Regions from separate parts of the Oncorhynchus mykiss genome. Here region 2 is linked to region 1. The links are chromatin contacts, called in public Hi-C maps. All regions are on one chromosome and are shown on one strand. Each heading gives the region's core, a stretch centred on a gene start, on an enhancer-like site or on the middle of the called end of the contact. The rest is flanking DNA. Distances are from core to core; before and after follow the strand shown.

Region 1 (7,171 bases), core at 3,234-5,733:
AGGTTTTAGCTTGTATAGACATTGTTTTGCGAACAGTAATGAACAGTTTGAACCTTTTGTATGCCATGTCACATTATTCAAGTGTGTTAGCTCCCAACTCATGCTGCACAGAAGTTAACATGGTGCAGCCCATACTCACAGTGCAGGCTAGCAATGAGTAAATGGAGAAGAAACGGTGTGCACTATAATAAGTCGGCTGCGCTGATAGACTGACTTGATCCTTGAGACACATTTGACAGAACTACCGAAAGTAACAAATTATAGTACCGAAACATTTTTAATTTGCTTGTGTAAAAAAATATTAAAAAATCAGTATAGCATGCGACACTAAACACAGGAGAGTAAAATCTAAATCTGATTGATTTTCATTGCCCGAAGATTATGATCACTTAGCCGGACATTCTAAGTAGCTATTTACACATAACCAGAAAAAAACTGACTAATGAAATTATTTTCAAATGTTTTTATTTATTGTTTATAACCTGCCCAACGGGCAACCTCACAGCAGGCTCAAGTTGCTCAAATTGTGAGACTGCTCAGGTCACTATAATCCCTGTGATTGTTTCCTACAAAAAAAGGCAGTACACTGAGAAATGCACTTGGCCTAACAGTGCTCCAAAACGGTCAGCAGACACTGTTGCATGATATATGCAAATTGAGCTCACACTGAATTTGTAATATCCTCTTCAATTAATGTTCAAAATGTGTACTCCTCCAAAATATAATCAGTTAAAACAAGAAAAGATGGATGCAACACTTGGTTCTTGAGGTCATAATAAAATAGTAGCGCCATTTGGGCACATTTAAAGAAGTGATTACCTATGTTTTTAAGACTGGATATTTGTAACAAATAGCTACACCACTACTAGTACAAGCTACTACAATGTATCTCGCACCAGATAGCTGGCTGTATCCCTCCAGGACTGTAACTACTGTACAGTAGACTGAAATGTAACCACCAGTAGCTACATTGTTGTCAGCACATACAGTAGCCTACCTGCACAAATCAGCAAAGGCCTGAAAATTCAGCTTCTTCATCTTCTTCTCGCTGAGCCAGTAACCCACTCTTCTGCCTTTCAAAAAAGTCTGCATCTCCACCTCGCGTGTTCACAATCCAGAAGTTATGGTCGAATCAACCTGGACACTGGCGAAAACAGGAAACTGTCGTCCCACACGAACCTAGAGGGGAGGGAGAAATGACTTTGTATTTCGTATTAGCCTGGCCATGTGAGGAAACAGGACGTACTAACTTAGCTAGTTAGCCCTAACCAATAAGTTGACTCGCAAAGCTGCAACGTCTCTAGCTAGCAGTAGCAAACTATTAGTTATAGCCATAACAATAATGTCTACCTAGCTAAACTTAACTGAATTGTAAATGACTGTTAGCTACCTAAACGAACATTTACCAAAAGCCCCCCTCATAGTCTCTTCGGAAATGCAGCTAGCCTAACGTTAATTTCTAGAGATGCGCCACATAAAGCAAGGCATTACTTAGCCTGTGGTTTCTAAATACATTCACTGGGATGATGACAAAGCTCGAGGAGAAGCAAATACACAGCTGATTTTCGGAATGAATCCATAAAAAGTTAAATAAAATGTATAGCTACCAGCTAGCACATGTCCTCTTTGAATTCCACCTAGCTAGCTAGCCTGATAGCTGTCCATTCTCCGTTCGGCTGGTTGTTCAAGCTGAAGTGGTGACCAAGCACTGCACGGAGATCTCTTCTCCGATTTTACCTGACTGCGTACTCACGCTCTCGAATAGAGCTCCTTTATGTAGCCCTAAACAACTATGCATACCGTTAACTAGCTTGCTGGGGAGATTATAAGGACACAGTTGACGCTTAAACCGACAGCCAAACCTTACCCTAATTTTAATGAATTCTGAAATAATATATCGGTTGTCAATCGTGTCCTTATAGCCTTGATGAGCATGAAAACGATGTAAACCATATGTCATGGCCGTCTCAGTCACCAGACCCATTTCAACACGTATGGGACATTCTGGAGCGGCGCCTGGGACAGCGTTTTCCACAACACTATGATGATGGAATTTCTAGTGGAAGAATGGCGTTTCATCTCTCCAATAGAGTTCAAGACACGTGTATAATCTATGCTAAGGTGCATTGAAGCTGTTCTGGCTCGTGGTGGCCCAACGCCCTAAAACACTTTAGGTTGATGTTTCTTTTATTTAGGCAGATACCTGTATATCATTAATATACAAAAACTAAAATACAAGTTTTAAAAAACAGACGTAACAACTAAGGATTCTAGCTTTAAAGGCAGGTGTTGGGGGAAGTTGAGACATGCCGTCCAGATAGAATGGGCCACCACGGAATGGGAGGAGTAAAAGGCCAGCAACAATCGGTATTATTGAGAGACCCATGAAATGACACCATATATACATGCTACAGACCATAGTGAGTATTCCCTGTAATACTTTTACTGCGGCACCCAGAACTGTTTTTGTTCTATAAGCCAATATGTATTCCAAATACAGTGATTCGCATTGTGGCAAATAGTCTGGGTAGCCATTTGATTAGATGTTCAGGAGTCTTATGGCTTGGGGGTAGAAGATGTTTAGAAGCCTCTTGGACCTAGACTTGGCGCTCCGGTACCGCTTGCAGTGCGGTAGCAGAGAGAACAGTCTATGACTAGGTTGGCTGGAGTCTTTGACAATAGGTCCTTCTTTTAGGCCCTTCCTCTGACACCGCCTGGTATAGAGGCCCTGGATGGCAGGAAGCTTGGCCCCAGTGATGTACTGGGCCGTTTGTACTACCCTCTGTAGTGCCTTGCTTTCAGAGACCGAGAAGTTGCCATACCAGGCAGTGATGCAACCAGTCAGGCAGGATGCTCTCAATGGTGCAGCTGTAGAACCTTTCGAGGATCTGAGGACCCATGCCAAATCTTTTCAGTATCCTGAGGGAGAATAGGTGTTGTCGTGCCCTCTTCATGACTATCTTGGTGAGCTTGGACCATGTTAGTTTGTTGGTGATGTGGACACCAAGGAACTTGAAGCTCTCAACCTGCTCCACTGCAGCTCAGTAGATGAGAATGTGGGCGTGCTCAGTCTTCTTTTTCCAGTAGTCCACAATAATCTCCTTTGTCTTGATCACTTTGAGGGAGAGGTTGTTGTCCTGGCACCACACTGCCAGGTCTCTGACCTCCTCCCTATAGACTGTCTCATCACTGTTGTGTCATCGGCAAACTTAATGATGGTGTTGAGCTTGGCCGTACAGTCAAGAGTGAACAGCGAGTACAGGAGGGGACTGAGCATGCACCCCTGAGGGGCCCCTGTGTTGTGGATCAGCATGGCAGATGTGTTGTTACCCACCCTTACCACCTGGGGTCAGCCTGTCCAGGATCCAGTTGCAGAGGGAGGTGTTTAATCCCAGGGTCCTTAGCTTATTGGGGTGGCAGAGTAGCCTAGTGGTTAGAGCGTTGGACTAGTAACCAGAAGGTTGCAAGTTCAAACCCCCGAGCTGTCGTTCTAAACAGGCAGTTAACCCACTGTTCCTAGGCCGTCATTGAAAATAAGAATTTGTTCTTAACTGACTTGCCTAGGTAAAGTAAAATAAAATTGATGAGCTTTGAGGGCACTATAGTGCTGAGCTGTAGTCAATTCTCATGTAGGTGTTCCTTTTTTCCAGGTGGGAAAGGGCAGTGTGGATTGCAATAGAGATTGATCATCTATGCAAATTGGAGTGGGTTTCGGCACATGGAATAGTTTTTTCTCTATAAGCCAATATGTAATTTATAGGGCTGATGGGTATTTACACAACAGTCATTTACACCACAGTCATCCAATAAATAACTGCATATAGACTCTTACGCTACATCAATAGGTTCTGTATAATTAATTTACATTAATTTACTTAAGCTCCAAACATTTATCAATGTGTGCCACCTTATATTATGCATCTTATATAAAGTTGTACTTCTCTTTAGTTTACATTTTTTGTAACATTATTTGAAGATGATGCACTATGCAAAAAAAATGATTTCGTATCATACCATTTTTTTCCAAGGCAAAATTGGAAGACCAGAAGTGTCAATGTTCCTGCAATGACGCTAATATTTTCCAGTGTGCGGTCAAACACTTAAAAGACACACCCTCGTCCACTTACCCTGTGTGGGTGGTCCAAATTATTAGCCAAGCAAGGGAAGTTTGCATCCTCAGCCCTCATTTTTAGTCGGCTTTGCGAGTATAAAATTATGGTCACTCCGGGCAGTGTTGCCAATTCCTCAGTTAAGGAAAGTAGCTATTGGTTGTCCTTTTTTGGAAATTCTAGAAATAAAACATTTTCCTTCTTCAGAAGTTCCAGCTAGGCAGGCTAACGTTAGTTAGCTAGCTCTCATACAGTAGGCGTATATTAATAATTATATATTTAATATAAGTAGACATGCACTCATAATTGACAGTAGCAAAGCACCCATAAATTATCGGTGGCTGAAAACACTATCATTGCGGGATGAACGAGTGACGAATTTCCGGCCAAGGGTGGCCCATTTAAAAATAATTTCTTCCTCCCGCGCCTTGCAAGTGTATACTCGTCACAGACGTCATGAAACGTCACCAGAAGTGTCCACTTAATTTGAGGGCGGTGGAGATATGGTGTGTCTTTTAAGTGTTTGGGTCGCAAACATGGAGTACACTCGCAAACTCGACTAAAAACGAGGGCTGAGGGCCTTACGTTGCTAACTTCCCTTGCTTGGCTAATTATTTGGACCGCCCTCCAAGATGGCGACAGGGATTCCCCAATGATATAAGGCGAGGGTAAGTTGACGAGGGTGTGTCTTTTGTGAGTTTGAACAGTAGCCTAGGATTCTGGCACTACCATTGCGCCATCTGCTGGCAAAACATTTTTCAAAGGTGAAGCTGATTGTCTGTCAAGCACTAGAGGGCAGTGCATCTACAGGTCAGGTTAGATACAATTTCCTTTGTCGAAAGGATTTAAAATGTTCCTGGATATGGTTTACAACTCAAGAAAGTGTACATTGTATGCAAATAAATAAATCACGATCACAGACTTTGCCATTATCAATTGTTGGCCCAAGTTCATTTGTGATCGGTGGGTGCATGAAGTATAGTCAAAGTTGTCAGCAATAGGTTTGAGTGTTTACAAATGTAAGAATTAATTTAATTCACAACATTCAAGAGATTCAGACTGTGTTGCAAAGTCTGTATATGAGGAATATGCATATTAAACCTGTGATTCAAGAATTTCTAAGTATGACCACTCATAACATGGTTCATGCTTTTTCAGAGCCCTCCTTTTGTCAACAGACATCTCAGGTGAGCATGTGGACATTAATTACCTTAACCCTCGCTGAATAAGAAGTCTAGAGGTGGGTAACGGCTATACTCATCCAATTTATGTTGCATTACCGCCATCAACTATACTGGGCTATAAATCCATTATACTGTAAACAACAAAATTAAAAAATATGCACTCATTAAAACCCACCACCCTATTCCATCATTTAACCCTATTGGTCCCTACCCTAGGTCGATGGCACACCTTCCACTTCAAATAACTCTCACTCTCACTTTCCATTTCACCTCCAGGACTCAACCTGGCATACTGCTCACTCTGTTTGTACTTGCCACCAGTCTTCTTCACAGTCGTCTTCTCCCTTTCTATCGCCATCTTCATCAAATTCAACCTCTGTTTTCCTCATTCTCTTTGAAGCCTTCTTCCTCACAGCTGAATCTCCTGCAGCTTAGGTAGAGGCAGTAAGTCCCCACACTCATAACAGAAGTTCCTGTGGTTCCCACATGTCTCTGTAGCCTTTTTCCACTCGACCGTCCCCACAAAATCCATGCTCCTGTATCCACCCCTACCTCTAGGAGTCTGATTTATTAGGCAGATCTACCTCCTGACTTGACACTGGAAGATTCTCAGTTGGTTTTGCTGGACTCTCCTTCGTACTCTCCTTTGAAAAAGGTCAAAGGTAAATTAGATGATTCTCCTTATCCACTAGCACATCATCAGACAAATTACGTTTACAGAGGAATCCCAAAACACATGTGTAAAGTGCTAAACATTTATTTAGCTAGTTGTGCAAGATATTTTCTAGATACAATAATCTTAAATGTGTGCATGTTTTTGTTGTTGTTGACAAAACAACATCTGATTCAAAGGGAGTGTGCTAGATTTTAAAACACAGAGCACCCGTGTATCCTCGGCTGAAGAAGGCAATTGAGGAGAGCAGAAAGTTCTCCTTTTAACGAATTTGCACCCCTACATACTGTATGAAGAACACTTATCGGTTTCCGGGTCACGGACAGAGTAGAGGAGGACAAAAGAGTCGAGGAGAGGACAGACATTTTCCAATTGAGAATCTCCCACTGTCATGGATGGATTCGCATCATAGGTAGGCCTACTGTACTTGCTGGCCAGCAGTTTTTGTTATTACATGATGACCACTTCTATGAAGTCAACCAGACATGCAACAAGAATCTGGGTTAGGTACTGTCCTGCTTAAAATAATAATGAAGCCGCTTGTATATAATCATGAGACAAACACAGGGGGGTATCATTGCAATTAAGTGCAGTACAGAGGAATTAAGTTAGATGTGAAGTCATACAATTTTAACGTGTCCAACGTTGCAGTCACAAGTTGGCTGCAGTGCAAATAGTCTGCAAAATCTTTGTTCTATCGGCTGTTGCAGACTCGCAATGTCTTGCAAACCATTTCTCTCGCCAGGTAAGTAGCTACTACTACTAGCAAGTAAGTAGATGTCGTTTTCAAATAGCTAGTTACATCCAAATACTACTATAAATATTACAGCGAAGCTTGCTTCCAGGCTAAACCTTGAATGATCGCTAGTTGACTAGATGGAATGTTTTGAATAATCCCAGCATAGTTGACTGTTTGTTTCAATCACTCAAGGTGAGATGGCTAGCTAGCAAATCGAGGGGTGCAATTAGGTCTTTCTATAAACTAGGGTAGGCCAACCAGTGAGGATTTCCTACACTGGACAATTTGTTACAGCTGTTAAATCATTGACAATAATCTGCATATTTCCACGTCATTGCATTAAGGAGGCATAGCTACTATATATTCAATAAAATTCACGAGTTTGTCCAAAATCATGTGACATAAAACATTACTTTTCTGTTCTTGCATTTATGGCAGTGTACATTGTCATAATCATATATTAAGC
Region 2 (7,028 bases), core at 1,693-4,192, 130 kb before region 1:
CTACAGAGTTCCAAAAGAGAAGCAGGTCATGGAGGAGGTCAAACAGAGGAACCGTCAGAAGGCAGAGGTATGTTGTGTCTGGTATCTTATTTTAACACCTAGTTTTCTCCTGCGCTCATACATACAATAAACCCCGGTTTTCTTTTCCACCCACAGCAAGTTCTGTATGAGGCCAACACTCAACAGTTCAAGTGTGCAAACCCACAAAAGTCTGAGCGCACCAAGGTAGGTGAATGTTCCACGTAAGAGATTTTAAAATACATTTTCTTGCTTCAAGGTTTTTTTTCTTCTATATGGGTATCCTGTTTCCATCCAGCTTAATCATACTGTACTGTCTGATTTACAGAGTGTCATGTCCCAGATTGTACGAAGCCATGATGCCCAGCTCAAGTTTGATTCACTCCACACCTCTGGAACCCCAGCCACCCATAAGGTAGCTCTCACATGATACAGAAATCATATACCGTAACTGACAGACACACTTGTCTATGTGCGTGTGTGTATACCCATGTGTATTTGTATATTTCCACCAGCCTAACAACCTGCCCATCAGGCTCAACACCACGGCCATCCTGCGGGAGGGGGCTCTGTATAACCGTCAGGTGGAGGAGGAACTACGCAGGTACGACACAATATAATCCCTGCATCTGTGCCTCCTATATCAGTTGTGCCACTATACTTCAGGAATTAATCACTATTGCCGACTGTATAGTTGACATATTTTACATTAAAAACTAGCTGCGCTAGTGGGACACTTATGACGGTAGCTAGAGTGGAGAGGTTTAATAATGTGTGTTACGGTAACACAGGATGGAGCAACTTGTGGAGGGGGCGGGCGAGCCCTCCTCGTTCCTGCAGTGGCAGAAGGAGATGCGGGAGCGTGATCTCCAGGAAGAGCTGGCCCAGGTGGAGCGTCGCCGTCTGGAGGGTCGCATCAGCTACGAGGAGGCTGCTCTCGCCCGCACCCGCATCATGGAGCGCAACCAGAAGACTGCACTGCTAAAGAAGGAAGAGGTGTGTGTTATTAGAATGATGTATTAATGTGTTCATAGTGTTATTCAGTTTTGGAATCATTGAATCGTTGAGAAAGGGTAATTGGCTATATTAAGTGTTCCTGTCTTTGTGAGTCTCTTTGATGGAGCCTGTCCTGCTTATGATTGTTTGCAGACTGCCAAGCTGATGCAAAGATACGCAAACAAGCGGTTGCAGGAGGAGAAAGAGATGAGAGACCTGGTACAACAGGTGGCAGATGGACACAAAAACTCAAAAGCAGCTAAAGTGAAGTTGCAGGAGTTCAAACAGCGAATAGGTGACTAAACTATAGCATTACATCACCCCCTGTTCCCACATTTGTATTTATTTTATTTTACCTTTATTTAACTAGGGATGAGAAATGTACCCTTTCTCAATTACACCTGCTTTGGTGTTGTGGTGCAGCAGACAGTGCTTGGCGAATTGGGGTCTCATTTCTGTGTGCTTTTGTGTACGTTTGCATTCCAGTAAAGGAAGTGTCGGCGCAGAGTGGGGAACTCCTTCGTCAGGCCCTGGAGGAAGCACAGGCAGAGCTGAGCAGGAAGTTTGAGATTATCTGTCAGATCCGGGCCATTGAGTCTGTCCCCCTCATCAGGCACAAGTTTGTGGATGAAACAGAGGTGAGCAGGGGAATGGATCTTGCCAACATAATAGAGTATAAAGGCATTTTGCTGGGTTCTGTCAGAAGAAGGTTGACTTTTATGATGAACAATATACTGTATTCTGACCTCTCCCTGTCAAAGACAGCAGGACATGACCTGCTTGGGGAGATGTCCCTGGCTGAGCTGCGGGAGCGTCTGGCCATGCTGAGGGATGCAGAGCAGAGAGAGCATCAGGACAGGAGGGGGCGCATTCTGGAGGACAAGAAAAGCAGGGAACAGCTTTTGCTGGAGCAGCTGGACACCATCGCCCTCCACAGGACAGCCCTGGGACAGGCTGCTGCACGCAGGTCAGAGCAACTAAGACACTCGCATGCCTGGCTTGCACACAGAAGGCATGTCTGAGATGTACAGTATCCTAATGTGCATATGGTGTGAGGCAGGCAGGAGGAGAAGAGAGCAAGGCGGGAGCTGCAGCAGGGAGTAGCCGAGGACGAGATGGTGGTGGCTTTGCAGAGAAGGCTGGAGGCGAGGCAGCAGGAGCGCCAGAGGCTGAAGCAGGGCGAGAAAACCAAAGCCAAGATTAGTGAGCAATCTGGCACTCATGCCCTCAAGAGCTGGAATCACAGGAAGGTAAGCATAAACAGAAATATAAATATTCCAAGCTGTGTTTGGATTTGCTAGAAGATGTTCAATAACCAGCTTATCACTCTCTCATCCCAATCATGTGTGTGTGTGTGCGTGTGTGCGTGTGTGTGTGTGTGTGTGTGTGTGTGAGCAGCAAAAAATGGAGGAACAACACTGGGCAGATTTGGAGCAAAGATTGGAGCGTCAGGTCCAGCAGGAAGCTCCTAACACTCTCTCCTAGAAGAAAAATACTCAAGGTCTAGACATCAGCCTCTGAATGTCATTCTCCTAGCATAAGGACCATATTGCATGTTTGCTCCAAGTCTTTGAGAAGCCCTAATTTCATATAACAAGTACATCATGCATGTTGTATTTACTTTTGTTAAGGCTACTATTGCTACTCTTATCAAGAGGATGTCAGCATGTAAAGTTGAAAAACAAAAAATATGTTGTTGTGCTCTTATGCCACTGTACAATTTAAAGTGAACCCAAATCTTTGAACTGTGTGTTTTATTTCCTTACGTTTGATTTGATTTAGTTACATTGGAATGTAACTTGTATGTTCAAGAATACCCATGCATGGGTGAAAATGGGCGCATTCGAAATAGCAGCGAGTAGAGAGAGACTGACTGATCGACAAATCACTCTGAATGTTATTTGAAGATCAGTCAGTCAGTCACAAATTACCCATGATACATCATTCCCGGTTTTGATGCTCTTGAACGCGGTCATGTCTAATTTCGATGCAAAATTTACATACCCATTCGACTCGCGTTTGGGAGAATTTTTGCATTTTAGTTTACTCTAATTATTTCAACCTGCTAACGTTACGTTAATTATCCTAACATGCTATGAAAAGTCACTGCTGACAGTGAGCTACTCACATATGCACAGCAGCGACACTACTGCAGTTCATCCAGGTTTGAACCCGAAAGTATCTGTCAGCTGTCAGAAAGGTAACAACCAACATATACATTAGCTTGGTATCTTTCTTTTTATGTACGAATGTTAAAATACTATTTCATACATGGCTGCTTTTTAAACAAATTAGCTAGTTAACGTTAGCTAACAGTTTGCCTGTTTTTCTTTAACTTGGCCAGCGAGGGAAAAATATAAACACGTCCGTTAGCGAACGTTAGTTAGCAAACGTAGTTCGTAACAACAATTGATTAGTAAGTTAACTAACGAGCTTGCTAGTTAACTTATTAATCAATTGTTACTAACTACGTTAATGGAAGATACAGGTAACTGCCCAAATAATGGAAAAACCGAGTAAATGAGGGATACCAAAGTATATTGATTTCTGATTTAATTAAGCAATTAACATCCCACCGTGCTTAGGGTCATGTATAAAAATAACGTTTTATTGGTCGCATAACGTTACACATATTTAGCAGATGTTATTGCGGCTGTAGCAAAACACTTATAGTAATATCTAACAATACACAAATCTACAAGTAAAATAATGGAAATATAGAAATATTTGCCAGAGCAATGTCGGTGCGGAGTATAAATATGTATGTGAGTATGTGTGATGGGATGTAAAATGCTGGGCAAGCCATTATTTTCGCAATTTTTGGCTACTATGCATGACAATTCCCCCATCACTGAATGATTTGATGAGCATGAAAACGATGTAAACCGTATGCCATGGCCATTTCAGTCACCAGATCTCAACCAATTTGAACACCTATGGGAGATTCTGGAGCGGCACCTGAGAGCTTTTTACACCACCATCAACAACACGCCAAATGATGGAATTTCTCATAGAAGAATAGTGTCGCATCCCTCCAATAGAGTTCCAGACACTTGTAGATATGCCAAGGTGCATTGAAGCTGTTCTGGCTTGTGGTGGCCCAACGCATGTTATGTTTGTGTTTGTTTTATTTTGGCAGTTACCTGTGGTTTTAGCTACTTTAGTTATGTCGATTGTAAGTTCAAGTTCCATTATCTGCTATTATTGTTGCAGGAAGTATAGGCTGTCTATAATGTTGTTACATCCTCAGTGTGTGCCATTTATTTATTTTGCAGTGACAACATGAGTGAGGTAAGTCTGTACTCGTTCCCTATTAATCAGACAAACACCTCTTTCCTCTCCCTTTATCTACTGATATGTGTTTACACTCTTCTGTTGCTTGACTGTACCCTACCCATATGCGTCCAGGCTGAGCAAGATAGAATAGAGATCCCTGATACCAGATGCTCCAACAATACAAATGAAGGCACAGCAGACAGCAGCAACACGTCACACCTTGAGACCATAGAGGTGCAGGAGAGCAGTGAGTAAAGGCCCATATATACTCCTCTCCATAAGTATTTGGACAGTGAATCTATTATTTTTTTATTTTAAATACAGTACCAGTTAAAAGTTTGGACACAACTACTCATTCCAGGGTTTTTCTTTATTTTTACTATTTTCTACATTGTAGAATAATAGTGAAGACATGTAAACTATGAAATAACATGGAATCATGTAGTAAGCAAAAATATTTTATATTCTTCAAAGTAGCCACCCTTTGCCTTGATGGCAGCGTTGCACACTCTTGGCATTCTCTCAACCAGCTTCATGGGGAATGCTTTTGCAACCACCTTGAAGTAGTTCCCACATATGCTGAGTACTTGTTGGCTGCTTTTCCTTCACTCTGCGGTCCAACTCATCCCAGACCATCTCAATTGGGTTGAGGTCAGGTGATTGTGGAGGCCAGATCATCTGATGCAACACCATCGCTCTTTTTATTGGTCAAATAGCCCTTAGAGCCCGGAGGTGTGTTTTGGGTCATTGTTCTGTTGAAAAACAAATGATAGTCCCACTAAACGCAAACCAGATGGGATGGTGTATCGTTGCAGAATGCTGTGGTAGCCATGTGTGTTAAGTGTGCATTGAATTCTAAGTAAATCACTGATGGTGTCACCAGCAAAGCACCCCCACACCACCACCTCCATGCTTCCTGGTAGGAACTGCACATGCAGAGATAATCCGTTCACCTACACCTACTCGGCGGTTGGAACCAAAAATCTGAAGTGTTCCACTGGTCTAATGTCCATTGCTCATGTTTCTTGGCCCAAGCATGTCTCTTATTATTGGTGTCCTTTTTAGTAGTGGTTTCTTTTCAGCAATTCGACCATGAAGGCCTGATTTCACACATTCTCCTCTGAACAGTTAATGTTGAGATGTCTGTTACTTGAACTCTGAAGCATTTATTTGGGCTCCAATTTCTAAGGCTGGTAACTCTAATGAACGTATCCTCTGCAGCAGAGGTAACTCAGGGTCTTCCTTTCCTGTGGTGGTCCTCATGAGAGCCAGTTTCATCATAGCGCTTGATGGTTTTTGCAACTGCATTTTAAGAAACTTTCAAAGTTTTGACATTTTCTGCATTTACTGACATTCATGTCTTAAAGTAATGATGGACTGTCGTTTCTCTATTTGAGCTGCTCTTGCCATAATATGGACTTGGTCTTTTACCAAATAGGGCTATCTTCTGTATACCACCCCTACCTTGTCAAAACAAGTGATTGGCTCAAACGCATTAAGATAATTTGTGGAATTTCTCTCTAACTTAACAAGCCACACCTGTTAATTGAAATGCATTCCAGGTGACTACCTCATGAAGCTGATTGAGAGAATGCCAAGAGTGTGCAAAGGTACTTTGAAGAATCTGCTACATTATTCTATTCCATGTGTTATTTCATAGTTTTGATGTCTTCACTATTATTCTACAATGTAGAAAATAGTAAAAAACAAAGAAGCCTTGAATGAGTAGGTGTGTCCAGACTTGACTGGTACTGTATATATTCAAGCATTTTGGATTTTGAGATCAAATGTTTCATATGTGACAGTACATTGTCACCTTTTATATTTGAGGGTATTTTCTATGGGGTGAATTTAGTGCCAACAGAGATTTTTATTTGAATTCCATAATTTTGAGTTTGTGTTAAGATATAGAATTTTGAATTCTATACTTTTGAATTTATGCTCAAATTGTATAATTGAATAAATAAAACTTCTATTTCATTATTTGAAATTGAATGAATATTGAATTCCGTTTTCAAATTCAATATTTATATATTCAGTTTCAATATGATAGATATTGCATTCATTGTATGTATCAAGTTTACAAATTGTCATTTAAGTTACTCAAAGTTTCATGTATTCATCTTCTCAGATGCATTCAAAAGTATTTAGACCTTGACTTTTTTCCACATTTTCTTACATTACAGCCTTATTCTAAAATGGATGAAATAAAACCATTTTCTCATCAATCTACACACAATACCCCATAATGACAAAGTGAAAACAGGTTTTTAGAAAATGTAGCACATTTATTAAAATGTAAAAACAAATTCCTTTATTTACATACGTTTTCAGACCCTTTGCTGGGAGACTCGAAATTGAGCTCAGGTGCATCTTGTTTCAATTGATCATCCTTGAGATTTCTACAACTTGATTGGAGTCCACCTGGAAAGGCAAACACCTGTCTATATAAAGGTCCCACAGTTGACGGTGCATGTCAGAGCAAAAACCAAGCCATGAAGTCAAAGGAATTGTCCGTAGAGCGCTGAGACAGGATTGTGTTGAGGCACAGATCTGGGGAAGGGTACCAAAAAAATGTCTGCACCATTGAAGGTCCCCAAGAAACCAGTGGCTTCCATCATTCTGAAATGGAAGATGTTTGGAACCACCAAGACTCTTCCTAGAGCTGGCCGCCTGGCCAAACTGAGCAATCTGGGAGAAGGGTCTTGGTCAGGCAGGTTACCAAGAACCCAGGATCA

Evidence for each region. Hi-C and Micro-C count contacts between places; a contact is called where the count stands out from the background.
Region 2: a contact with region 1 is called in a Hi-C map of liver, with 2.8 times the contacts expected there. The contact joins the promoter of LOC110505611 here to the promoter of itpk1b in region 1. A contact is called at or near these places in 2 of 3 Hi-C or Micro-C datasets (blood and liver).

Annotation. Positions count from the first base shown.
Region 1 is chr25:21,904,748-21,911,918 of USDA_OmykA_1.1, reverse strand. itpk1b (inositol-tetrakisphosphate 1-kinase) reads right to left here and starts at 4,483. Exons shown (of 11, transcript XM_021584932.2): 1 at 4,128-4,483; 2 at 998-1,179. The coding sequence starts at 1,092. It overlaps LOC118944237 (a long non-coding RNA gene), which reads left to right and starts at 4,503. Exons shown (of 4, transcript XR_005039529.1): 1 at 4,503-4,777; 2 at 5,268-7,171.
Region 2 is chr25:22,037,915-22,044,942 of USDA_OmykA_1.1, reverse strand. LOC110505611 (E3 ubiquitin-protein ligase RNF4) reads left to right here and starts at 2,942. Exons shown (of 8, transcript XM_021584938.2): 1 at 2,942-3,214; 2 at 4,290-4,305; 3 at 4,423-4,537. The coding sequence starts at 4,297. It overlaps cfap99 (cilia- and flagella-associated protein 99), which reads left to right. Exons shown (of 16, transcript XM_021584935.2): 7 at 1-67; 8 at 157-225; 9 at 347-433; 10 at 534-622; 11 at 810-1,014; 12 at 1,168-1,309; 13 at 1,501-1,652; 14 at 1,776-1,981; 15 at 2,075-2,264; 16 at 2,413-2,759. The coding sequence ends at 2,499.